Linked DNA regions of Danio rerio: region 2 is linked to region 1. Evidence: chromatin contacts called from public HiChIP or PLAC-seq data. All regions are on one chromosome and are shown on one strand. Each heading gives the region's core, a stretch centred on a gene start, on an enhancer-like site or on the middle of the called end of the contact. The rest is flanking DNA. Distances are from core to core; before and after follow the strand shown. Region 1 holds the start of si:ch211-22i13.2. Region 2 holds the start of kcns3b (potassium voltage-gated channel, delayed-rectifier, subfamily S, member 3b).

What was found. HiChIP or PLAC-seq counts read pairs in DNA pulled down with a chosen protein or histone mark.
Region 2: an H3K4me3 HiChIP or PLAC-seq map of gastrula embryo shows a contact between it and region 1, with 3 times the contacts expected there. The contact joins the promoter of kcns3b here to the promoter of si:ch211-22i13.2 in region 1. A contact is called at or near these places in 3 of 4 datasets of contacts at active chromatin or transcription factors (caudal fin, embryo and gastrula embryo).

The regions. Positions count from the first base shown.
Region 1 is chr20:15,248,030-15,252,828 of GRCz12tu, reverse strand. It overlaps si:ch211-22i13.2, which reads left to right and starts at 1,751. Exons shown (of 7, transcript NM_001020779.2): 1 at 1,751-1,936; 2 at 2,490-2,559; 3 at 2,680-2,841; 4 at 2,977-3,035. The coding sequence starts at 1,934.
Region 2 is chr20:15,349,648-15,354,063 of GRCz12tu, reverse strand. kcns3b (potassium voltage-gated channel, delayed-rectifier, subfamily S, member 3b) reads right to left here and starts at 1,366. Exons shown (of 2, transcript NM_001037383.2): 1 at 1,274-1,366. It overlaps zpax2 (zona pellucida protein AX 2), which reads left to right and starts at 1,407. Exons shown (of 21, transcript NM_001044869.3): 1 at 1,407-1,565; 2 at 1,641-1,693; 3 at 1,773-1,853; 4 at 1,936-2,060; 5 at 2,233-2,373; 6 at 4,356-4,409. The coding sequence starts at 1,546.

The DNA.
Region 1 (4,799 bases), core at 502-3,001:
AATCAGCCATTTCTGCGACGCAGTGGTGCAGTAGGTAGTGCCGTTGCCTCACAAGAAGGGCATCCGCTGTGTAAAAACGTGCTAGATAAGTTGGCGGTTCATTCCACTGTGGCGACCCCAGATTAATAAAGGAAATAAGCCGACAAGAATATTAGTGAATGAATCAGCCATTTAATTGTCCAAATAGCTTTTACTGTACATGATCCTTCAGGAATCATTCCAATATCATTTTCTTGTCTGCTTAGTCCCTTTATTAAACCCACTTGAACGCAGGGAGAACATGCGAACTCCACACAGAAACGCCAACTGAGAGGCTCGAACCAGCGACCTTCTTGCTATGAGGCAACAGCACTACCTACTGCGCCACTGCTTCACCATCATACCAATATCATGAATTTGAATTATTACTAGAGCTCAAATATAAGTAAAAATGATCCGTTTTTTTTATTTTTATTTTTTTATTGTTACTGCTTTTTGTGGGTTATTTCTGAAATCCAAAAAGGATTTATTTATTTTTATTAAAATAAAAACAGAAAATATATTGGAGCTATAATAAATGCCATGAAGTAGGCTAATGTGTTTGATTTTTGAAGTTAATAAATGGAATTTCCACTTTTATAATATATGAGTGGCAAAGTGGGTATGTTCGCCTCACAACAAGAGGGTTGCTGGTTTGAGCCTGGGCTGGGTCAGATGGCATTTCTGTGTTGAGTTTGCATGTTCTCCCCATGTTCCTGTGGGTTTCCTCCGGGTACTCTGGTTTCCCCAATATAACCAAAGACATGAATTGGGTGAATTGGATGAATTGTGTATGCAATTGACCATGTGTATGTATGTGTGTGTGTAAATGAGTGTGTATAGATGTTACCAGTGAAGGGTTGCGGCTGAAAGGACATCTGCTGTGTACAACATGTAACATAAGCTGGTGGTTCATTCTGATGTGGCGACCCCAGATTAATAAAGGGACTAAGCTGAAAAGAACATAGCCTATGCCTATATTAAGTTTATTTTGGCAATATTTCTTATGATGAAAACACAATTAATAAAAGAAATATATGCAGCAAAGCAATATTTTTACAGATGTATACTTGGCGACTGAAAACAATAGCATACCTTTCAAATACATTTTGAATGGTCTCCTGGTCTCTTAAATTACTTTTTGTGTTGTTTTACTCAATTGCAATTGTTTAAGCAATTTTTTCATCGGTTTTCTGAAAAACCTGACTATTATTATCAAGTAAGCCTGAATAAATTGATGAACTGGTTTGCGTGTTTTTGATTGGGGGTTGAAGCTGATTTTTGCAGGACCGACACCACATTAGCCGCAGCCTAAAGTTTAATCGTTGGCGCCATCTGCAGCCTCATTAGACAATTTCGGTCCAAACCAAACATAAATATGTATGCAGCCTGTAGATCCGTTAAAAGGACCGTTAAAACTGGCATTTTATACTACAATAAAACATTTTGTGGCACATTTTACCACAGAATATTGTTATCGTGTAATATTGCTTTAATGTTCATTCGGGATTGTGTGGCATTATACGGCTATGATTGGCCCAGCATCGCCAGGCATTTATATATATATATATATATATATATATATATATATATATATATATATATATATATATATATATATATATATATATATATATATATATATATATATATTAGGAAAATCTTATAATAAACTCGTCTGGGCCACGCGCCTGCGCAGTAAAACAGTACCCGGATACTTTTTGTGTGTGACGTAAAATAAGATGGCCGCGCAGTGGTGTTTATGTTATTGATACGCATGAACCGATCATAGAAATGAAAAACAAGCGTTTATTTTCACCGCAGTTTATTTTCAGAAAGGAATATATTCAGATCAGTTTATCAGGCTGATTTTTGTGTTTTTGTAGTGGTCGGAAGGATACGACACATCATAAACATGGTAAGTTAAAGAGTTGAACTGCTCAAATTTAATCCAGTGTCGGTAAACCTTTAGATGTATAAGCTTTGACTAACTTTTGTTATTTACCGTTTTTTGTAGATAACGTGTAAATGTCCTACAACCATTAAGCTTGTTAAATCGGGACCATGTCTTTACAATGGCAATTGCTATTCAATATGAGCATCAGTTTATGTATTGGGGTAAAACTAGTTTTATTTTCGCACATTCGGACTTTCTCCTTAATAATATTACTTCAGAAAAGCATTCTTTGCTAATTATAAAAAGCAAGCAGTGACAAAATTGTTCCAAGTTAATTAAATACTGCTATTGTTGATTTGAAGTCATATAACTTATGCTATTTCAGACCGCATATTGTGTGGTAAACTGTGCGTAGTAAACAAGTGTCACAAGTTTTCGTTGAACGAATGTGTGGATATAAAACCAACTTTACCTCAGTATAAAATGTTGTGATAACGTAAATTCTTTCTAAACAGCCCAATGTTTATGTATTAAATAGTTCAAAATAGTATTTATTTATTTAAATTTATTATAGTCTGCAAAAGTGAACGCCACGGAGAGAAGTGAGTCGAGTACAAAAAGCAGAAGACGGTCTAACAGCAGAGGTTTGTCTCTAAAAAAATTGTTCTATATACTGTAAAAACTATGTAACATTCCTTGACTGACAAAAACACACAGACATGATTTTCTTAGAGCTACAGTGTTTTAAATATATGTACCAACAGGTAGAGAAAACCGCAAACGGGCAAGAAGCAGAAGCAGATCTTCCTCCTCATCATCCAGTTCTTCGTCTTCCTCCTCCTCTTCTTCCTCTTCCTCCTCTTCTTCTTCACGATCGTCATCTAGCAGTTCTTCATCACACAGTATCTCCAGCTCCAGTGGCTCAGGTAAGGTTAATACAGAAATCATTTTGTACTACAATGATGTTTAAGAACACTAGTGTAAAAATTATTTCTTTACTGGAAAAGAACGAACTCTTTAAACTGATATGCATGGTCTGTGTTTTGTGCTTCCTCTGGCAGATTCTTGCAAAAAGCGAGGGAAATCTTCAAAGAAAAGTAAAGAGAAACACGGCAAAAAGGTATCAGGCTCTTTTTGAGCAAAAACGCTTGACGAATAAACACAAAATTTAAAAAGTTAAGTGAAAGGTTGCACAAACGTAAAAATGAATATAATAAACATGTTATAGGGCTGCACAATATATGGTATCAGCATCGCTATCGCAATGTGACCATTCGCAAAAGTCACATTGCAGGATACATGCAATGTTGAGTTTATATCATAATTGATCATTTGCATGTCTTTTTGATGCCTGTGATTGTATAATGACTTTAAAAACATTCAGTTATAAGAAATTGCCCCATTTGTGACCATAACTTTGGATGACTTTTATTGACTCATTTTTATCATTCAGTTACTATACTTTAATACTGTTAGAATTGTAAAACGATAAAACACTTTGTTTTTATTGTATCTTTTGTTGATTGTATTTATAGATTGGTATACATTACAAAACTTACAGCACATGCAAATACACCTCAATTTGAGAAATGCACCTCAAATAGCACAGACCACAACAAAGATGTGTTGGGGACCCCAAGAAGTTTGTAGATTGTTTATTGGATTTTATGGAAATGCAAATAGTAAACTTTAACTCATCGATCTCTGACAAAACATGTGCATTGAAATACTCACAACATATGGAAATACAAAAATGCACTGCAAATAGCACAGATAACAACGAAAATGTGTCGGGGGACCCCTAAACGTCACAATGTTAGATTTTTTTTCAATATCGTGCAGACCTAACGTGTTATAATAGGATTTTATTCTGTGGAACCCAGATTAATTTTTAATTTTCCCCCAAGGGAAGGATTGGTGTAAAAAAGGCCTGAAAACAGTTGATGATTTATATGGACAGGGGGCACTGTATTTATTTCAGGAGTTGAAAGACAAATTCAATCTATAAGATAAAGGGGATTTCTGGAAATATATACAGCTGCATAGTAGTATAAGGTCCGTGGGATATAAGGCAGGAGCAGAAGAAAGAGTTTTTTTAGGGTTTCTAAATATGCCAAAGTCGGTGCAAACCACATCTTTTGTTTATAAGATTGCTGCAAACAACATGTATGGAATGATTATTTAAGAATTTTTTCCTGGAGGTGGAGTTTGAAGAGGGTGAATGGGAGGCAGTAGTTTCTGGAATAGGGGGTACTGTGAGAGATGTTAGGAGTAAACTCATACATTACAAGATAATTTATCAATATTACTGGACCCCAGTAAGACTGCATAGGATAGGAATAATGAAAAATAACCATGTTGGAAATGTGGTCATTCTCTGGGCACTTTTTTACATTTAATGTGGAGCTGTCATTTGGTGGCTCCATTCTGAACAAGAGTTATTCAAAACCTAGAGAAATGGCTGGAAAATCCTTTACCCTATTGCCCAAGAGTCTGTCTTCTTGGTGATACATCCACTTTACAGAACGGAATATCTAAAGCACAGGCTGGGCTAGTCGTCACAGGATGTATTATTGCTGTCAGACTAGTGCTGCGAAATTGGAAGAACTCAGATACTCCCTCTTTTAGGGATTGAACTGATGACTTCTACTGCATAATATGAACGTTTGTTGGCAAGACTTCAGGACTCCACCCATACTTTTAATCATAAATGGGGTAGTTTTTTTGCAATATTCGGAGAGCACATAAAAGGAAAATTGAAGGGTTGTCAATTTGACTGTCTGTTATATTGTATTGTATTATTTTATATTTGTTATAATTTTTGTTTTGCTATCATTTTTATTATAATTTGTTTACATTAGTTTCCTGAATGTTGATTTTGTAT
Region 2 (4,416 bases), core at 117-2,616, 100 kb before region 1:
AGGGATGACTTGCAGCTAGAAGGACATTTGCTGCATAAAACATGTGCTAGATAAGTTGGCGGTGCATTCTGCAGTGGCGACCCTGGATTAATGAAGCGACTAAGTCGAAAAGAAAATGAATGACGGAATAAATAATTTATGCTTATGTCCATTCAAGGGTTTAACTAGCAAAAATATTATCTAGTAGAAATATCAAACCACGGTGTTTATGTTATAATTTGCTAAAAAAAATAATAACTCTAATTTGCCTTATAGATGAAACTGAAATTACTCTTATATACAGTGCTCAGCATTATTCCCTCACAAATCGATATATTAAAATTCAAATTTTTTAATAGGAAGCTATACAATATTATAATTACATTAAATTAGTCAGTACTGAAGCCAAATCTGGATCTTATCTAACAAAATAACTAAACGATCCAAAAACTAGTACACCCACATTTATATGCCAGAGAAAAATATTAAATACACATTTTAAAAAGAGGAAAAAAACCAAGAGAAGCAAAAATAAAAAAAGAAAAAAGAAAAATTTAGTTAAAATTTTGTAGATTGTAATTTATTTTTGCAATATTTCACTTGAATCTTTTAATTTCTAAATATGTTTGGTGACTAAAATATTATTTTAATAAATACATCTGTTTAATAAATCTGTTTTGTTTAAATGTACTAAAATACATTGCATATGTTTACTGAGAAATGGATAAAAATATTCATCTTCAAAATGGGGTGTACTCAAGTATGCTGAGCACTATAGAATAACATGCAAACTACATCTATATGTGATATGTCTAAGTAACATACTGTATATTTCAAGATACTGCCAAATGGCACTTTACATTTTTATTCGAGGGTTGGAATTAAATATTCATACATATACAAAATAAAACACACACACACACACACACACACACACACACACACACACACACACACACACACACACACACACACACACACACAAACACACACACACACATTTTTAGCAAATATATAAATTCTAATACATTTCAACATATATAGCTACATATTTGTAAATCCAAGTTAAAAATACGTAAATGCAAAATTTTAAATATTTTAAATATAGGCTATGTTAACATTTTATATGTGTGATACGAGTCAAAGCATGTTATTGAGAAGCAGTCTTAATAAAAATTTATATTTACAAAAATATCCGCATTATCTTCTTACACATAATAACTAGAATAAACGATCAAACAGAACTGTCAAAAAGTGAGACAACTTGTGCAAATAAAACCAAAAGATCACATACCCACGAGTCCTCAGCTCTTTCGCTTCTTTCAGCACGTCTGTTTTAACAAACACAAAAGAAACGTTCACTTCATCAATAATACATGATCGGTTTGAGTTAACCCTCAAAACTCCACACCTAGTTGGACGGAGCTGTTGGACCTGCTCACCTGTTTGCAATTTCGCGCAATCAGACGGAACGCGCGTGCGCACTAATTACCTCTCTCATCCCTCTCGCGTTTGTGTAGAAAACATAACTTTGACGGTTTATATACACTTTAAAAGAATCCAAGAATGAGGTGCTTTGAAACAGGGTATGTGTGGGGATGTTTAAATATTAAGGTTTGGACCACGAGGTGTTTTGATTATTATTTTTTTCATGTTTGTAGAGCTTTATGGCTTATGACCACACTAATAAGTACGTTTGCGGATACCTTTGAAGGTAAGCCTTACTATCGGTGTAAAATAGCTTGAGTCAAGTGTGTGTAATAAACTTAATGGATGCATTTCTTTGATTGCAGAAATTCAAGCTGAATGTCTTGGAAACCGGGTGCAGTTTACCCTCCCTGGTTCTTTGAGTCTTCTTGAGGTTTATGCAGTCAGTAAGTTGATTGACCTTTTGCCTGCGTGCCAGTGAGTTTAATACACCCAGCACTCAATTCAGACCTGCTCTGGTTGTTTCAGATAACACCCAGACAGTCCTTCTCACACCTTTCCTGGCGGCTCAGTGTGGATACACACAGAAATCTGATCCCTGGGGCAATATGATAGTGTCAGCTTCCCTACAGAGCTGTTTTGCAGAGAAACAGGTTGTGTCTAACTAAATGCTTAAAATTTTTAATTTTAAGCATTTACCAAAGTCTAGTTTTGAAGCTATGGTTTATATGTAAATATGAAAAAAAAAGAAAGTATTTAAGAAGAAAATACTTTTGTTTTAATCTCTAATTACACTTACCCAACCCTTTTATGTTTTTTCTGAAGGGTGACAAGGAAATTAAAGTAGCTATGAAGTTTAAACTGTACAAACTCTCTACGCTGTCTGAGAAAGTCCATGAAGTGTCCAAGTCCTGCAGTTACACCATGGCATCACGTGAGATTCTGTGTGATACCAACTTCATGGAGGCAAAGAAACTCTTTATTTGCATCAACTTTTGCTATTTTTTGGATGTTACAGTGCTTGTGTGGTTCGTGTGCATTAAAGGGATATTTTACCCAAATCTAAAAAAAATTGTTTACCATTTACTGTGCCTTGTTCCAAACCTTTATAAGATTCTTTATTCTGTTGAACATAAAAAGATATTTTGGAGAAAGCTGGAAACCCATGAACATTGATTTCCGTTGTATTTGTTTTTCGTATTATGTATGCCTGTGATTATTAATTTTCATTTTTATTTAAATTATTTATTTTGTGTTCACCAGAATAAAGGAACTCATAAAGGTTTGGAATTACATAAGTGTGAATAAATTTTCATTTTTGGGTGAACTATCCCTTTAAATTTGACCAATGACAGCTTTATGGTTGGCGTTTATGCTGCGTTCCAACCAGTCAGAGGTATGGAACTTTAAAATGTCCAACTTCCACCTTGACGCGTTCTTGTCCATTGTGTCACATTTTCACTCAGTGAGATATGAATGTTTCATAACATGTTATTGTGCCAATTATGACTAACAAAATTTTTTTAGAAAGTGATAGCTGCTCTTTTTAATACAGCTAATGTTAAGCAAAAGTTTCTGTATATTGCCCTATAAATCTAATATAATTTTAGACAAACCCTTTATTAGTAGGGTTCATGCTCATTTTTGGTTGTAAACGTACTTAAATTTTTTTATGCATTTCACATAAGCTAGCTTGTGTTTAGCAGAACTAATCAGATGCTAATCTTGGTTTAGCAGAACTAACTGTTGAAATCAAATGATGCATCTCATGATCTTTTATCAGCCTCAAGTCCAACTTCTTGTAGCTTTCTCGACAATTTCCAAGAACGAAGTACAAAAACTGTGTTCAGTGTTGTTTGAAATGTGTTAGTTCCTGGAGAGCAATATTGCTGCAATGTCTAGCTTCAATCTTAATTAAATGGAGCTAATGAAGTCTTTTGGGCTTATTTTGGGATTATAATAATAATAATATTAAAAATAATGATACAAACAAAATGTCATATTTTGGGGGCTTGGGAAGTCTTGCAGCATGTGTTAAATCTAAAGTAAAAATTGTTATGTTATGATAGGAGTTATGTTTGATTTTCAGCTTTGTCTACAAAAAATTACTAAAAAGTAACTATCAGCTTTTAACAGGCACCAAAAAAATGCTTGTATCTTTCCAGTTTTAGCATTCCTTCATTGGCTTCTTGTTAATTTTATAATTCAGTTCAAGATTTTACTTGTTGTTTTTAAAGCACTGAATGAACAAGCACCTATGTATATTTCTGAATTTATTAACCTACCTATAGTCAACTCCTTTGTCCCTTAGGTCATCATATAAAGTTTTACTGAAAATTCCTCGGTCATTCCTTAAATTGAAAGGAGATAGAGCCTTTGCAGCCGCTGCTCCACAATTGTGACAATACGAGTGCTTCTTCTCTCTCTATTTTTAAGTCCAGACTTAAGACACATTTTTATTCTATTGCCTTTCAAGGCTTTTACTCTTTATTGTGCATTGTTGCTGTCATATTATTATTTATATTACTTTTAATGTTTATTTTACGGTTTTAGAATGTGTGCTATGGTTTTGTTTAGCGCTTTGGTCAGTGCCAAATTGAATTTAAAAGCTTTATAAATAAAATAAAGTTTACTCTGGCCACACCCCTTACTTGATTTCTGAAGAATCATGTGATCTGAAGACTGGAGTATTTTATAGTGCAATAAAATTTTACAATTTTACTGTTTGTACTGTATTTTTGATGAAATAAATGGAGCCTTGGTGAGCAGGAGAAGCTTAATTTAAAACATTTAAATATCTTACTGACCCCAAACTTTTCACCAGTAGTATACAGTACATGTAAAATTTTCTGTCACACATTAAAAAAGTCACTACTGAATTTAATGTATTTTTAACCAATTACAGAACACCAGTTTGTTATACCTCCTTACCTTGTATGTTCTGTCAGGTATCCATAAGGAACGCAATACCAGATGTGAAGGCTGCACCAGTAAAACAGTGGGCAAGTA